4 separate regions of the Mus musculus genome follow, and all the other regions are linked to region 1. Evidence: chromatin contacts called from public Hi-C, Micro-C and promoter capture Hi-C data. All regions are on one chromosome and are shown on one strand. Each heading gives the region's core, a stretch centred on a gene start, on an enhancer-like site or on the middle of the called end of the contact. The rest is flanking DNA. Distances are from core to core; before and after follow the strand shown. Region 1 holds the start of Padi2 (peptidyl arginine deiminase, type II). Region 2 overlaps Arhgef10l (Rho guanine nucleotide exchange factor (GEF) 10-like). Region 3 overlaps Arhgef10l (Rho guanine nucleotide exchange factor (GEF) 10-like). Region 4 overlaps Arhgef10l (Rho guanine nucleotide exchange factor (GEF) 10-like).

The links. Promoter capture Hi-C pulls out the DNA fragments that hold promoters and counts their contacts. A called contact is a pair of places that touch in the nucleus more often than the background predicts.
Region 2: a Hi-C map of the N1E-115 cell line shows a contact between it and region 1, with 6 times the contacts expected there. The contact joins the enhancer-like site here to the promoter of Padi2 in region 1. A contact is called at or near these places in 9 of 39 promoter capture datasets (the 3T3-L1 cell line, the C10 cell line, the HPC-7 cell line and 6 more), 13 of 484 Hi-C or Micro-C datasets (B cells, the N1E-115 cell line, cerebellum and 7 more) and 2 of 115 datasets of contacts at active chromatin or transcription factors (embryonic stem cells and large pre-B cells).
Region 3: a promoter capture Hi-C map of neural stem cells shows a contact between it and region 1. The contact joins the enhancer-like site here to the promoter of Padi2 in region 1. A contact is called at or near these places in 2 of 39 promoter capture datasets (hippocampal neurons and neural stem cells), 1 of 15 datasets of contacts at CTCF or cohesin (large pre-B cells), 20 of 484 Hi-C or Micro-C datasets (the Ba/F3 cell line, the G1E-ER4 cell line, the HL-1 cell line and 13 more), 2 of 115 datasets of contacts at active chromatin or transcription factors (embryonic stem cells and pancreatic cancer cells) and 1 of 9 other capture datasets (adipose tissue).
Region 4: a contact with region 1 is called in a Micro-C map of palatal mesenchyme, with 2.0 times the contacts expected there. The contact joins the enhancer-like site here to the promoter of Padi2 in region 1. A contact is called at or near these places in 1 of 39 promoter capture datasets (hippocampal neurons), 1 of 484 Hi-C or Micro-C datasets (palatal mesenchyme) and 3 of 115 datasets of contacts at active chromatin or transcription factors (embryonic forebrain, embryonic stem cells and pancreatic cancer cells).

What each region holds. Positions count from the first base shown.
Region 1 is chr4:140,904,599-140,908,196 of GRCm38.p6, forward strand. It overlaps Padi2 (peptidyl arginine deiminase, type II), which reads left to right and starts at 1,762. Exons shown (of 16, transcript NM_008812.2): 1 at 1,762-1,951. The coding sequence starts at 1,836.
Region 2 is chr4:140,548,668-140,552,265 of GRCm38.p6, forward strand. All of the region lies in intron 22 of Arhgef10l (Rho guanine nucleotide exchange factor (GEF) 10-like), which reads right to left. Among named protein-coding and RNA genes, the nearest start is that of Gm42335, 55 kb to the right of the region's middle. Within about 2 kb of position 1,559, at least 19 of the 459 cell types and tissues checked have an H3K27ac peak or open chromatin away from gene starts, as enhancers often do. A contact at or near this core is called in the N1E-115 cell line, cerebral cortex and hippocampal neurons, where this site is marked.
Region 3 is chr4:140,590,976-140,594,573 of GRCm38.p6, forward strand. Arhgef10l (Rho guanine nucleotide exchange factor (GEF) 10-like) reads right to left here. Exons shown (of 29, transcript NM_001290803.1): 5 at 3,171-3,262; 6 at 2,118-2,201; 7 at 843-1,012. Among named protein-coding and RNA genes, the nearest start is that of Gm42335, 12 kb to the right of the region's middle. Within about 2 kb of position 1,761, at least 16 of the 459 cell types and tissues checked have an H3K27ac peak or open chromatin away from gene starts, as enhancers often do. A contact at or near this core is called in neural stem cells, where this site is marked.
Region 4 is chr4:140,628,938-140,632,535 of GRCm38.p6, forward strand. The region is part of intron 1 of Arhgef10l (Rho guanine nucleotide exchange factor (GEF) 10-like); the gene reads right to left. Among named protein-coding and RNA genes, the nearest start is that of Gm42335, 26 kb to the left of the region's middle. Within about 2 kb of position 1,859, at least 113 of the 459 cell types and tissues checked have an H3K27ac peak or open chromatin away from gene starts, as enhancers often do. A contact at or near this core is called in palatal mesenchyme and pancreatic cancer cells, where this site is marked.

The DNA of each region.
Region 1 (3,598 bases), core at 512-3,011:
TTTAATATCAGTTTGTACCTTCCATTATGCTGAGAGATTACCTATAAGCTCTCTCGAGGCAGGCAAGCCACCCTTACCCTGTGTCCCCACCCAGGTTCCTGCACTGCTACTGTCAGGAGCTATGCACCCCTAGGTTAGTTCTGACAGCGTTCCTGGAAAGATAAAATAATTTAATTCTAATGCTTTGGGAAGTATCATTTGGGGGCAGTGTGGGGCACAGAAACCACGTAACTAATGAGTGCACCACACACCGCCGTCGTTTCTGCCCAGCTGGGTAACCACAGCCTTTGCCTGATCGCACAACCCTGGCTCTGCTGGGACTCACTTGCTTGACAGGAGACATGGAAGGAGTGAGTGACATACAGGACCGTTCTGCCCGTGTTGGAGGTGGGAACTCTTGCTTGCCTGCAGAGGGGTCCTCAGACCCGAGCCCACCTTAGCAGGGCAGGGGTTCCCAGTCTGGTGCCTCTTGGATTCTTTCCCACAAGCTGCCTCCTGATTGGAGAACGCTCTCCCAGGGACCAATCAGAAGTTAGCAGCTTCTCCCAGGATCTGAACCCCAAGCCTTTCAGGAGACAGTGACCCCTCTGGCTGAGATTCTGGCTCTCTGCTTCTCCACCCACATTCCTCCTAGATCCCTGATACCCAGGAACAGCTGGGGTCTTTACCATCTCCTAATTTGGGCATCTGGAGGAGAAGGATGGAGTCGAGGGCCGCTGGGCGTGCCTGGGCATACCTATGAGCAATGCGTTTAATTCAGTGTGCCCTTTGCTGGGGCTCCCTTCAGTCCCCCTCCCTCTCCAACATTCACCCCTCCACCCGCCCTTCAGTCTCCATTCCCTTAACGAAAAAGCCACTTCCTCAAATTGCATAGCCCCAGGGTTGAGTTCAGAAAGAAAGGGCCTGAGGGTGGGGTTCAGAGTGCTTCAGACCCCACCCTGCCACTAGATGTCACGGTGCACCTTGGCCTTCAGGACCATACATTGACCTCTACCTTGGCACGTCTTTTGGTGTCGCAGGCTGGAGCCCTAATCCTCTGCCCCGTCAGCCCATTGTCCTTCAACCAGGCACATCCTCCCAGCCACCGGGAGCCACCCAAATCTCCATCCATAAACACCACACAGATCAGTCCTCTCCTCGCCAGTCCTCTCACGCCCCATCCGGGGTCTTCACTACTGGCTCCAGCTCAGTATGCTCAACGCTGTCTGGGGCAGCCAGAATGCACTCCCAGATAGCCCCATTCCAGGCTCATGCTGTCGCTCTCATGCCTGGGCTTAGCATTCTGGTCCCTGCCAGGGCCACAGTTCCCCCCACTCCACCCCACTCCCTATTTCTCATGGCAATGTGGATCTAATATGGGGGGTGTCCAGCTTCCAGAAGGTGTTCAGGAGGCTCCTCTCCACCCCCTGGTGTTGCCAAGATCTTTAAGAAGCCTCAGGGTTTCCTCTGAGAAGCATTCTCCGGCCCCAGACTGGCTTTGGTTGCCACCTATTCACTCCTGCCCTGTCCCTTCGGCTACTCCTGCTCGCACTTTCTGCCCCTCGGAGCTGGAGGTGAGGGGGAGCGTCCAGAAAGGGGAATTTACTGAATAAAAGAATGAACAAGCCAAACACGGAAAACAGGAATTGACAACTTGCGGGCAGAGGGGCTTGGAGGGCGGGGCCAGGCTTGACGGACGGGTTTGCAGATCCAATCCAAGAGGAGTCCGGCGGGAAGCCCCGCCCACGCCCCGCCCCCGGCTGCTGCTTAAGGCCGCCGGCTGCTCGGCAGCGAGCGCAGGCGCAGCAGCGGAGGGCTTACCTGCAGCAGGTGCTTATTCCTGGGAGCAGCACGGAATGCAGCCGCCTATACGGGAAAATATGCTGCGGGAACGGACCGTGCGGCTGCAGTATGGGAGCCGCGTGGAGGCGGTGTACGTGCTGGGCACGCAGCTCTGGACCGATGTCTACAGGTGAGCCGAGAGAGAGTTACCCTCTCACCTACCCTTCACAAATCTTGAGACCCTGGACCTGGCTCCAGTATCCAGGTTGCCCCTCAATTCGAGATCCTCAGAAATCCAGAGAGAGTCCAGGCCAGGATCCACTTCCATGCAATCCTGAGGCCCCTCTAAGACACACAGTTACAGCCCCTGTCACAGCCTCCTCTCTGAGACTACTCCCTAAATCTAGCCTTCTCATGACTGGTCTTTCCAGCCCCTCTCCTGGGTGACTTTAACACACATGGGCTCTCTGTAACACGCCCCTTTCACTCCCCCATTCCTTCTTGGCTGACCTTTCACCCCAGCCCAGCCTCCTCCACCAGTGGACTGCCTACCCCTGCAAGCAGAAACAGCCTGGGATGTGCTGGGGACTGACTTGTCCAAAGGGGAACTGCCCACGTGGAATCTGGCCTGGTACTTATCCGATTTCACCCTCCGGGGGGTTGCTGGTGGTTGCCTGTCCCGGGGCACTGGCTGTGAGCTGTGTCCCCAAATACCTTTCCTGACTTCACCCTGAGATCAGAGAGGGGTCACTTTCCACCCGCTATGGCCCTGGGAGCCAGGGCCCGTTTCTTCCCCATTTTCTCTGCCCACACGCTCGCTCGATGGGGGTCAGGGTACCTGAGACAGAAGGCTGAAGGAATCTCGCAGAGTGTGTCCCACAAACCCAGAGAAACTGATAGGGTATAGTGTGGGACCTAGGAAAGGTGCTATGGGGAAGGAGTAGTCTGAGCAGCCTGAGAGGCCACACTGAAGCCACCATCTGCTCCGAGCACTCTCAGTGTTCTGCCTTGCGAGGGAGGAAGGGCTTCATGCTGGAGGGAGGGGCATGCCAGATTCTGTGCCTGTACATCCTCTATGGGCCGTGTTCCCAGACCATTCTGACACTAAAGCGCCTGACTCTCCCGAGCCTCCCAAAGCCCACCTAAGCACCCCCTCATGCTCTTCTGCCCGCTCTCCAGCTCCTTCCCACTGCTCGGCCACTTCACAGGAGGCCCCGGTTCCCGCTGGTCTCAGCAAGCCTAAGACGGGGCCCCTCTCTGCTCCTTTAGCCCTTAAGCCTCAGCCCCAGCCTCCACTTCACCTGGGCCTGGACTTCAGTGGGCCTTCATATAGACCCCAAAGCAGGATTATAACACAGGGGTGGGGTGTGGTCTAGGCGCCAGTGGCCTGGGAGGGTGCCCATCTCTCCCCACTCCCTGCTCTGAACTGGGCATTGCCAAGGGGTAAGCCAGGATCCTGGGCCCTAAGCCACAGTTGTCACCATGCCTGTCAGCTTGCCTGCCGGGGCACTGTGGGGACTCTCTGAAAGACTGGCATGCTGCCTCTGCTGGGGGCTAAGGAAGAAAGGGGGTCTGTGCCTAAGTCCTTGTCCTTGCTCCACCTAAGCAGAGAGAGGCCCAGCACAGTGGAGGGCAAGGGGACAGGTGTCCACTAGCCTCAGCCAGGACTCAGTTCACAGAGAGTTCCCCAACACCAAGAGTCAGCACAACCTAGACCATAACCTGCCCAGAGGAAGCTGTACGCAGGCCACCGTTGTCATTGCAAATGTTGTAATAGTCTACCTTTAAAAAAATAAGTTAACCAGACGTGGTGGTACACACCTGCAATCCCTACACA
Region 2 (3,598 bases), core at 309-2,808, 360 kb before region 1:
GGCCTCCACATGTGATCCTATCATAATGCTATGGCCCTGAGACCTTACCGGGGAAAGGTCTGGGGCTGTCTGAACATGAGTTGTCCAGCTTCCAAAACAGTGAGGCAAATAAACCTTTTTCCTTTTTACAGTGTCTAACCTCAAGTATTTTGTTATAGCCAGAGAAAACAAACTATTACCAGTTCTGGCTAATGTAGGCTGGTGACCATCAGAACAGAGGCTCTCGACCTGGGAATCTGAGGACTAAGTTGTCTGGCTATATGCCCTCTGTGGGGCCAGGCTACAAGGCACTCAAGCCTCAAGCATCTCAGAGAGCCTGAGAGATGGCTTGGCAGGTAAAGGGGCTTGCCGCCAAGCCCAAAGACCTGAGTTCAATGCCCTAAGCCCACATGGGGGCAGGGGAGAAGAAAATGGATACCCAAATGCGCACCATGGAAAGCCCCCCCCAAGTAAATAAATAAATAAATAATGTAATTTTTAAAACTTAAAGCATTTCAAAATGGACACACTCTACCCTCCCAAACCTGTGGCCTTCAGACAAGCCTGGTTTGTGGCATGTCCTCCCCTGACCTCCCACTGCCCCTACTTTGGAATGGAGTCAAGAGCCCAAAAAGAACCCTCAGACACTCCAGCGGTCCACAGCCTGTGGGAACCCCCAGGGGACCTGCTGGGATGTTCACCTCTCTTCCTTGAACCTTGAGTGCATCGGACACAACTGCATCAGGGGTGCACACATATGCACATGCATATGTGTGCACACAAGTGTCTGAAGGTCAGAGGTCAACACTGTCAACACTGTCAACAGTCAACACTGTCAACACTGGGTATCTTTCTCAACTAACGTCCACCTTCTTTTTTGAGACAGGGTCTCTCACTGAGCCTGGAGCCCCACCTGTCTCTTTCCCCCACCACTGGGATTGCTACAGGTTAGCAGTACACACCGATCTCTTTTATATGAGTGCAAGGATCAAGTTCTTGTTAGTGTGGGAAGCAGTTACCACTAGGCCATCTCTCCAGACCTTTAACCATACAATTTAATCCTCACTGTGACCCAGTAAGGGGGGCACAACTGTCTCTCTGGTTGGTACTAAAGACGTGTTGCTACACTATGAACTACAATGCTTTCCAGTGTCACACGACTGGGGCATTCCAGGCCAGGAAACAACTCCAGCAGGAAGGCTCCCAGTCTTCGCCCTTTTCCAATGGCCAGCTCCTCCGAGACGGGGGTCTGGCACAGCCCAGCATGAACACAGCTGTCCGCTCTGAAGACAGCATTACTCTCAACCCCAGGAAAAGCAGAATTCAACACACACTTCACCGAGCACTTACAGGCCAAGGTCTTGTCTGCCCAGGAAAGAAGCGAGGCCAGCAACTCCCTTGCCCAACTCGAGCCTCCTCAGGGGGAAGAAATGGGCTGGCTGCCCACTCCTGTGGCCACCTGAGAGCCCGAGTGAGTGGAAGAGAAGCTTGGGCAGCCGCCTGCATACACATCTGTTCCCTCAGTAATTGGACAAGGCTGGCAGTCTCCGCTCTAATTCATCCGGCTGCCAGCGCAGCGCTTGATGGGGCACAGCTGTCTGGGCTAGGTAGGAGGCGGGCAGGGCTGAGCTAGAACAGCCCAGGAAATACGGCAAGACAGGCTCTGGCGGCTCCCCCAGGAGCCCCTTCCTTCAGGCCCATTACCCATAGATATTCATGCCTGTCTCTCTCAGCTGATGTGGGGCTCCTCTGCCAGTCCACGTGTTCTGGAGCCCTCTAGCTCCAAGTGAGGAGATACACGGGCCCTCACTCATCCTCCCACGTTCTGGACGGCAGATGAGACAGAAGTCTGCTAGGGGACTCCGCCATCTCTCTCTGACCTATGACAGTTCACTTGGGTGTGGCCTGTGTACCTGCAGAGGCCACACCCCAGGGTCACCCTTGGCTAAACAATGCAAGATCGACCCAGACAATCTCCCCTCCACAGACACTGGCTTCCACTCCAAGGCACACAGGTAACCCCCACTCTTTCATTATTTCCCTTTAAAAAGGCCCAGGCAGCCCATACTCTTCAGGATAACTTTCCTTTGAACGATTACATGGGAGAGTGGAGAGATGGCTCAGCAGATCCGTTAAGAACACTGACTGCTCTTGCAGAAGAACTGGGTTCAGTTCCAAGCACCCACACAGCATCTCACAACCATCTGTAACTCCAGCTCCAGCTGGATCTGATGCCCTCTTCCGGTCTCTGTGGGTACTGCATGCATGTGGTACACACACACAGAGCATGCCAGCCAAATGCCCAGACACAGAAAATAAAAGTGATCAAATCTCAAAGAATTAGATAAATTTTAGGTATTCCGAGGCTTTATTCTTTATCCTGATTGGGTGGGGCTCGATCGGCAGCAGGAGAAACAGCCTTTCTCAATTTTCCCTGCTCCCAGCCCTGGCCTCCAGGGCCCAGGCTGGGCCAGCCTCTGGCAGGGCCCCTGCACTGGACTCCAGGCCTCCTCTTCTATGCACAAAGCCCCCCTCCACGGGTTCAAATCAAGTTCTAGATGACACCACTGCCTGCCTTGGATCCATAGGGACTCTGGGAATGAAACACTACAAGATTCTCGCGGTCTCCCTCGCCCAGGGCCTAGCCTCATCACCCAGAGCCAAGAGTCTCAGTGTCCCCTCCAGAACTCACATTGCAATGTAACAGCCACTGTCACAGCACTAGAAGATGGCTCCTTTAAGAGACAATTAAGCCAAGCTCAATCCTATTCCCTGCCTTCCCTTTTTGATTTGTCTGCTCCATATTGATTTGGTCACTTAGAATGTGGGTCCCCAGGGCCCTCTGGGGTGTGTGTCATTCTTGCTATATGGATCTCTGTTTAATGCCACCTCCTCAGGGGCCTCCCTGAACTTGCTAACTGTATAGCCCCCATTTCCCCCATGCCTACTGTGTCTCTTCTCTATATTCCCCTCGATTCCCTTCTGCGTGCTGAGGTCCTGCCTGTCTTTGTCCACTAGACTGAAGGCCGCATGAGGCGGGGACCTCGTACGTCCCGGTCACCACTGCACACCCAGTTCTAGCATTCAATAGGTGCTCAGGGATGACCCGTGAACAGACAGATGAATGGAGGAATGAACGATGAACTTACATCGCCAAGGTGCTCTGTCAGCTCTTAGCGCCCCAGTCTACAGCCCAGCCCGCACGGCTCCTGCGACTATTTATCTGTGCTGGGTCCCACGCTCGCTCGCCCGTCCCAGAGCTCAGGGTCCTCATCTGCTTGGGAGAGGATAGACAACGGTTGCTCCAGATGGAGGGGCGGGCTCTGCCAGGACATAAGGGACAAGTGACGGCTGTGGGGGCGAGCTTCCTGGTGGTTAATACCATGGAGACTGTCATCAGGTGAAACCAACCCCTTACTGACTGTCATTTTGGCTGGGCCTTCGTCTCCTGTGAAATGCCGTTCTAACCACTATTATAAGAAGTAAAGCTAACACGAAAAGAATGCAGTGGGCAAGTAAGAGGGTATGAGTGTCACAGAGCATGCCAGGATGAGGGCAGTCCCACCAAAGCAGCCCTTTGGCCTGGTGGCGTCGGGCACAGTCCAAAGTCAAGACTTCA
Region 3 (3,598 bases), core at 511-3,010, 310 kb before region 1:
TTGGGCTTGGTCACCACAAAGCTGAGTGAAGGCTTTCTGAACTATACTAGCTAGCACACCTCTCCCAGGGGGCTCCTGAGACCTAGGAACAGGCAGGAATACTGTAAGCCTTACCAGGTAGTCCATGGGTGCAGCTGGAGCTAGTCACTAACCCCAGCCAGCTTGTGCCCCACCCCACCCCCATATCTAAAGGGAGCCAGCCGGTCACCTCTGGTCAAGCAGGACCCTTCAGCTTTGCCTACAGAATCTCAGACTCCGCATGGAACGCGAGAGGAGCAGGGACGGAGCAGGAGAAGGAGAACCAGATCTCCAGCCCAGAGGCTCCTCGTGTAACACACGGGAGAAAGGAGGCTGCGTGAGGTAGAGACAGCTGGAAAGCACACGCCTGGCCAGAGCAGCTCTGATGCGGCCATCGCTCACACACCACCATCACCTGTCCACTCCCAGGGCAAATGGCACTGTGTGGGTCTAAGGATGTACCTGGCAGGGCAGGAGAGCTATGTTGAATGAGCCCAGGATCCACTGTACCCATTTAGCTGGGTTAAGAAGAAATCTAAAAACCGGCCTGAGCCCATGAACATCATGAGCACTTGACCTAGTCTGTACAGAAATGCAGGGGGCAGGGGGAGCGCCTGTCTCCAGTCCAGGTCCTCTGTGGCCAAACAGCGGATCCCAGGTCACTTCCTAGCTCAGGATAACCCAATGATCTTACTGATCATGCATTCGCTCGCTATTACTGGAAATGGATGGTCCCCAGACAGGGGTCTAGTGCCTGGTCCTCACCACCCACATCCCTTCCTGAAAGAGTCCAGACTTTGAGAAACGTCCCCCAAGCTCCTCACCTTGGGCTGGAAGGACCCTCGGTGCTTAGTGGGCTCGGCCTCCGGTTTGGTCTCCTCCCCAGAGTCCTCGCTGTAGCTCTCAAACTCACTAGAGCTCCAGCCTAGGTCCTCGGTCTCACGCGGTGCTCCTGCACGATGCACATCCTCGTAAACGAGGCCCCGCTCGGCCCCTGCCAGCCAGCAACAATCTGGTGAGTCCGAGGCCCCAGCCACCCAGATCTGGAACCCCAATAGGTAAGGCATAGGAAAGGGAGGGAAGACGGAGCAAGTGTGCTGGTCTGGCCCCAGACTCAGTTCCTCTTCCTCAGAGACTATGCCAGCATGTCCCTCACCTCTCTATAGGAGAAGGGCCTGAAAAACCAGGAACACAAGAGAAATACGCTCGACATGGAGGACTCCTTAATTCCCTCTTAACACATCCCTCTGAGAACAAGATCACTCTCAGCCTCTTTGGCATTTTTTACGAAAGAAGAGAGGAACCATCAGAATCAAATCCAACTGGAGCCCTGAAAGATTTCTAATGCATCAATGGGAAGACACAGGAAGGGGCGGGACTTCCTCAACCATCCCATGTGGTCCATGCGGTCCCTCTGGGTCTGCAAGCGTCCAGGAGGGGGCGCACCCGGCCTAGAATCCAGGAGGAACTCTCCTCGATTTCAAAGACAGCAGAAAATGCTTTTGAATGGAGGAATGGGGACAATGACTTGAGTGTCCTCTCTCTAGAGGAGCAGAACCCAACTGGGCACGTGGGGGGAAGGGGGGTATGCCTCAGGAACTGTCAGGCTTGCTTTTTGAATGTAGCGCTCTCCTGAGGACCTGAGGCTTGCCAATTTGACCAGGCGGGCTAGCCTGAGGTATCTCTTATGTGGGCTCTGGGGATCAAACTTAAAGCCTCCTGCTTGGTAGCAAGCACTTTGCCTCCCGTCATGGGGAGGTTATTTTTATGCCAAGATCTAATGTCTCTAGGGACAGACCAGCAGACCACATTGGATGTGACCTTGAAGGAGGGGCTGGCTGTGCTGTTTCTACATTGGATATGCCGGCAGCTGTTGCCCATGGAAATGACTTCAGATACTGAGGATGCCCAGAGGAAGATGCACTGTGCCACCTGAGGACGGCAAAGACCAGGGCAGGGTCATCAGCTGCTTGTATATCTGCAGTTTGTGAAAGCTGGGGACAGAAGGAGAGGAAGAGGACCCCACCACCACCACCTAAGCATGGCTCTCCCTTCCCAACCTAGAGAAAGGCCAGGAAAAGAGCCACAAGAGGCCATACCGGGCTGATGGGCGTCTGGGCTCTCACAGGGGACGTCGTCATAAATCACATCTTCCTCCAGGGCAGGGAAAGTGAAGCGGTCAACTGTAACGGAGGGGAGAAAGGTCACCCACAGGGGTATACGGTGGCCGCCATGGAGGACCGACCAGCTGGCAGCCATCCGGGTGTCCTGACTTTCATCATTGCGGATACAATTCACAGCTTTCCTCTAGCCCACTCCCCCCTTCTCAGTGCCCGCCACAGACCCCACCTTGCCTCTCTCCCTGCTACATAGACCTTTATCTTGACCACAGCACCTGCAGAGAATCCATACACTGATGCTAGCCCCAGGACGGGCAGAGTGGGGGTTGGGAAATCTAGCCTGACCTGAGCCCTGGACCTCCTAGAAAGACTCTAACCTCTAAGGGATGTCTTCCTGAGTCCTGCAGCATCCAGAGCCTGGCCAGCCTTTGTCTCTCATACCCTCTTCCTCCTCCCATGCATCCCACGCTCCAGTGGGTTGAGACTGACCCTCCTCTGGAACACCACGACTCTGACTCCTCCCCTCCTGGATGGTGGTGACAGTCCTCAATGGCCCCTCCCTTTCTCTTCTGTCTTCCTCTCACCCACCCCCTGAAGAGATGAGCCCCAAATGCCACATCAAGTCCTTTGGCAGAGGTCCTCGGGGGAGCTGGAGAGATGGCAGCCTGCTTCACCCCTAAATGCACCATTCTAACTTGAGGCACTTGGAGCATCCCCTGGAGCCAGGCATCCCCTGGACACTGGCTCTTCCAGAAGCTGCTGTTCTGTAAGGGGCTTCTCCTCCCAGAGCGCCTGTCCCAGTCACCAGGGAGCTCACTCTGACCAACCTCTTGGCAGAGCCTCTGAGAGCAGATGGACAGCTGGATTAACGATCTAGGGCTCTGGAGAACAGTGAGCGGGTACTCCATCACAGACAGCCACCAAGTCTGTGGCAACCCTCCCTTGGGCTCTCAAGCATGAGTGCCAGCTCTTAGCCTGGAGACTAAGAGACCATCTTGGTTCTCCTTGCTGGGAGTGGAGGGGGCAACTTACTTCGACGTGAGCTCTTCCGCTTCCAGCTGGAGCGCCGGACCCCAGAGATCGCTGCGCCCACCGCATCCCCATTGCTGACCACAGTGGGTGCCCTGCAGAGAGATGGCTCAGTGAAAACTTCAGCCTCCTTACCAGACTGGAAGGATGTGGAGGGTGGCCAAATGGTTCGGGCCTCAGGTCAACTAAGTTGGCTAGCCTTCAAGAAAGAAGTAAGCCTCGGCTCTGATTCAGGACTGGTTGTTACAAATTGCAATGTTTCTACTGCGCATTTTCCTTGATCTTACAGAAATACTTTGTTTTGGGCTGGAGAGATGGCTCAGAGGTTAAGAGCACTGACTGTTCTTCCAGAGGTCCTGAGTTCAATTCCCAGCAACCACAGGGTGGCTCACAACCATCTGTAATGAGATCTGACACCCTTTTCTGGTGTG
Region 4 (3,598 bases), core at 609-3,108, 280 kb before region 1:
ACCAGCTGGTTCAAACCATGAGCATCACTAACCTGAACTATTATTACAACCTCATGGGTGTCCTACCCCCTCCTCCCTGTACTTCTGTGGTGAACACAGGAGCCACACGAATCCTCTGCTTGGGACCTTCACAAGCTCCTACCTCATCTTGGCCCACAAGGCCCTCTTGATCTCCCTGCTTCCGCCCCCATCTCTCCCTGAGAGCTCACTCCACTCAAGTCACGGCCACCAGGAAGTTCCCTCATCCGCATGCATGCACCACCTCCCTCTGTCTAGAATGTTCTTCCTACATACTACCACATGGCTGTCTCCCTTTCTATCAGGGCTCTGCTCCAAGCTCCTCCTGTGAGAGTGACCTGCACAGGGCTCCCAATGTGGCCCTCATGCTGTCTGCAGCCCAGCCCCCCTGCCTTCCTCCACAGTATTCAGTACTTCCTGACAGCTTTGCTGTGGATTTTAGGCCTCTTCCTCCTCACAGAGGCCAGAGGAGGGCATTGGATCCCCTGGAACAGGAGGTATAGGCGTGAGAAACCTAATGTGTGTACTGGGAACTGAATCCAGGGCCTCTGCAAAACAGAGCAAGCGCTCTTAACTGCTGAGCCATCTCTCTGGCCCCTCATTTGCTTTTTTGAGATGGGGTCTCATGTAGCCCAGGCTGGCCTCAAACTTGTTACATAGCCCAGGGTGACCTTAAATCTGCTAATCCCCCTGCCTCTACCTCCCAAATGCTGAGATTACAGGGTTGGGCTCCCATATGTGGTTTATGAGTCTGGGGATCGAATCCCGGCCTCTGTGCATGCCAGGTGAGCGGTCTGCCTCCTGAGCTACAGCCTCACACCCTTAGGTGTCGGCCCCATCCCTTCCCCCTTCCTAGCCAGTGACCACCACAGAGGCGAGCATGATGGCTGTATTCACACTACCCACAGCCCCGGGAGCACAGCCTGGCACTCGGAGGAGCTAGGGGGACCTAGTGAGTGAGGAGTGAAGAAAAGACGTCTTCCCTCAGGAGCTGACTGGCTGATGCAGGCCTGTGGAGGTTGGAATGTTACCAGTCCAGAAACTGATTACCTAATCTTGGGCTAAGTTCTGGCCCTCCAGGGATGCCATTCCTTGGCCCCCTAGGATAAAAACTTTTTTGCCATCTATTAATTCAGCAGGTGACTACCTCTCACCAATCCGAACCCTAAGCGTGTCACCAGAGAGCCTCTTGGGCCTGAAGAGTAGCTCTCCTTTCCCCTCACCTTGCTGTACCTGCTCTCTAATGGGCCCACCAAGATGCTTTCAACTCGCCTTAATTTGTGACCTTTGTTTGTTGTTCTGTGGAGCTACAAAAACTTCATAAAACTGCGTCCATGTTGGAACGTACACTGTGTGGAAACTTAAAACATCTGTGTTCTCAGGCTATGGTCACTCAAAATGGCTCCAGAGTAAACTCTCTCTTATTCCCTTTATGATGAAAGCTGTGGTTTTATGCATCAACTGAGGGAGGGAGGGAGGGAGGGAGGGAGGGAGGGAGGGAGGGAGGGAGGGAGGGACAGACAGACGAACGGAGGGACGGAGAGAGACAGAGGGAGGGATGGAGGGGAGGTTTCCTTGCCCCCAGGCAGTTTCCTGAGGAAGAAGGCAAACACAGCACCCACTCTTAGAGTAGGCCTCCTCCTCTTACCTCAGCCTGCACCCACATACTTCATCTGAGAGAACCTGCCTGATACCCTCACCATACCCTAGGCTGTGCGAGAGGCAAGGCACCCCCAAAACCAGTGTGGAATGAGATCTGAGTCCCTCTCCAGGGACTGGTCAGGAGAAATGGGTGGGGCAGGGCTGAGAAGGACTTGGGCTATTTTTAAAAACTTCTCCCAAAACACCACATTCTTCCTTGGATGAGTCAGAAGCACGTGGCCCAGTGAGGAGGCCGGGACCCTGGACCGCTATGGTGGCCACCGTCAGTTCTGTGGGCAGCAAGTGGGGACTAGGATGCTCATTCGGCTTTCCAGGGAAGAGACGAGGCTGGATGTGCAGAGTGGAAGGCACTCTGAGAGCCACCCCTGCTCTAGTCTGTCACGGACTCTTCCTCTCTGACCTCAGGGAGCGAGCGCTCAGCAGGAAAGCGTCTGTAAAACTCAGCTAAAAACAGCTTGGCTCACCCATCCATGACGGGGGAAGCTGGGCAGCAGAGTCTGCCGCCTCCAGATAAACACAAGGTCAAGCCCAAGGCACTCGGAGGACCTGGGGCCACCTAGCCTAGGAGAGCCCTGGCTGAACTCTCAGAGAGATCAAGCCGTGCCCTGTGTGGGGTGCTGTCCCTTCCCAGGGAGCTCAGAGTGGCCTTCAGCTGCTCTCAGCATCTCTGGAGCAAGGTGGGGGAGGCTCATATACTCTGACCCTGCCCCAAGCCAGACTGCCTGGCACCACCAATCCACATCCACAGAGGAAACTGAGGCTCAGAGCTGCCCACAGTCAAGTTTAATCAGAGCTAGTCCATAGCTGAGCCCCAAGGCTGTCTGTTCCCAGTGTCCGAAGTTCGCAGGAGCTGGCAAGATGCCGCGGGATCGGGCCAGCACTTTCACCAGCCTCCCTTACACTTGACTTCAAGAAAAGATGCTGTCTGTCTACCTGGGGTGTGGAAAGGGCCAGGGGAAGCTGGATGGAGCTCTGAGTCCTGAACCCCCACGGTCTTTGAACAGAGTCAGGACCATGACCTTGGCCCAGGCAGGGAACTTCCCCAAACTCCTACTCTCTTTCATAATCAACTGACAAAATGGACTAGAGATGGCTATCAGAGGCATGCCTCAAGAGACTTCTGGGGGTTACCTACATCCCAGGTGATGTTCTCTGCTCTCCCAGTTGGTGCTCCTCACTTTCCCACATCCCAGTTGATGCTCCCCATTCTCCCAAATCCCATATGATGCTCCCTGCTACTCTCAGTTGGTGCTCCCCGCTCTTCCACATCCCATTTAGTGCTCCCTGCCACTCCCAGTTGGTGCTCCCCACTCTTCCACATCCCAGTAGGTGCTCCCTGCTCTCTTCCACATCCCAGCTGGTAGTGCTCCCTGCTCTCTCACCTCAGCTTCCTTCCCCACTATATTGAAATCACAGAGCCCTACGCTTCCGCCCACCCTGCCGTGCCCTGCTTTCACAGTGGCAAAGGGAGGCCACCACCCCTGACCCTTTCTGCTCTGAAGCCACCTCTGTCCTACCACATATCTTTGCAATGCCCTATGTGCCACTGTCAGACTTTGGCCACCATCTTACGAAGAATGAGTTCTGCCACCATATGTGTAGGTTCCATGTGGCCCCATGAGCAGGGCAGGACCCTGAAGCACACTAGTTCATTTATCTGATCCTGGCTTCCTCTTCCACTGAAAGCCCTTACCACACAGGGCACAGGAAGAGTTAAATGAGCCATAGGACGCCCTAGCACTGCAAATAAATAGACAAATCAATAAAGTAGCCATTCCTATAAAATGCCTTGGCGGGAACCTGGACACAGTAGGTGCTTAATAACTACTTATTGAATGAATAAATAATCACATAGTTCCCAGACTACAGTGCTCTGCCTCACACTCCCCCCCCCCAGCCCCTCATTGCCCTTCCTGGG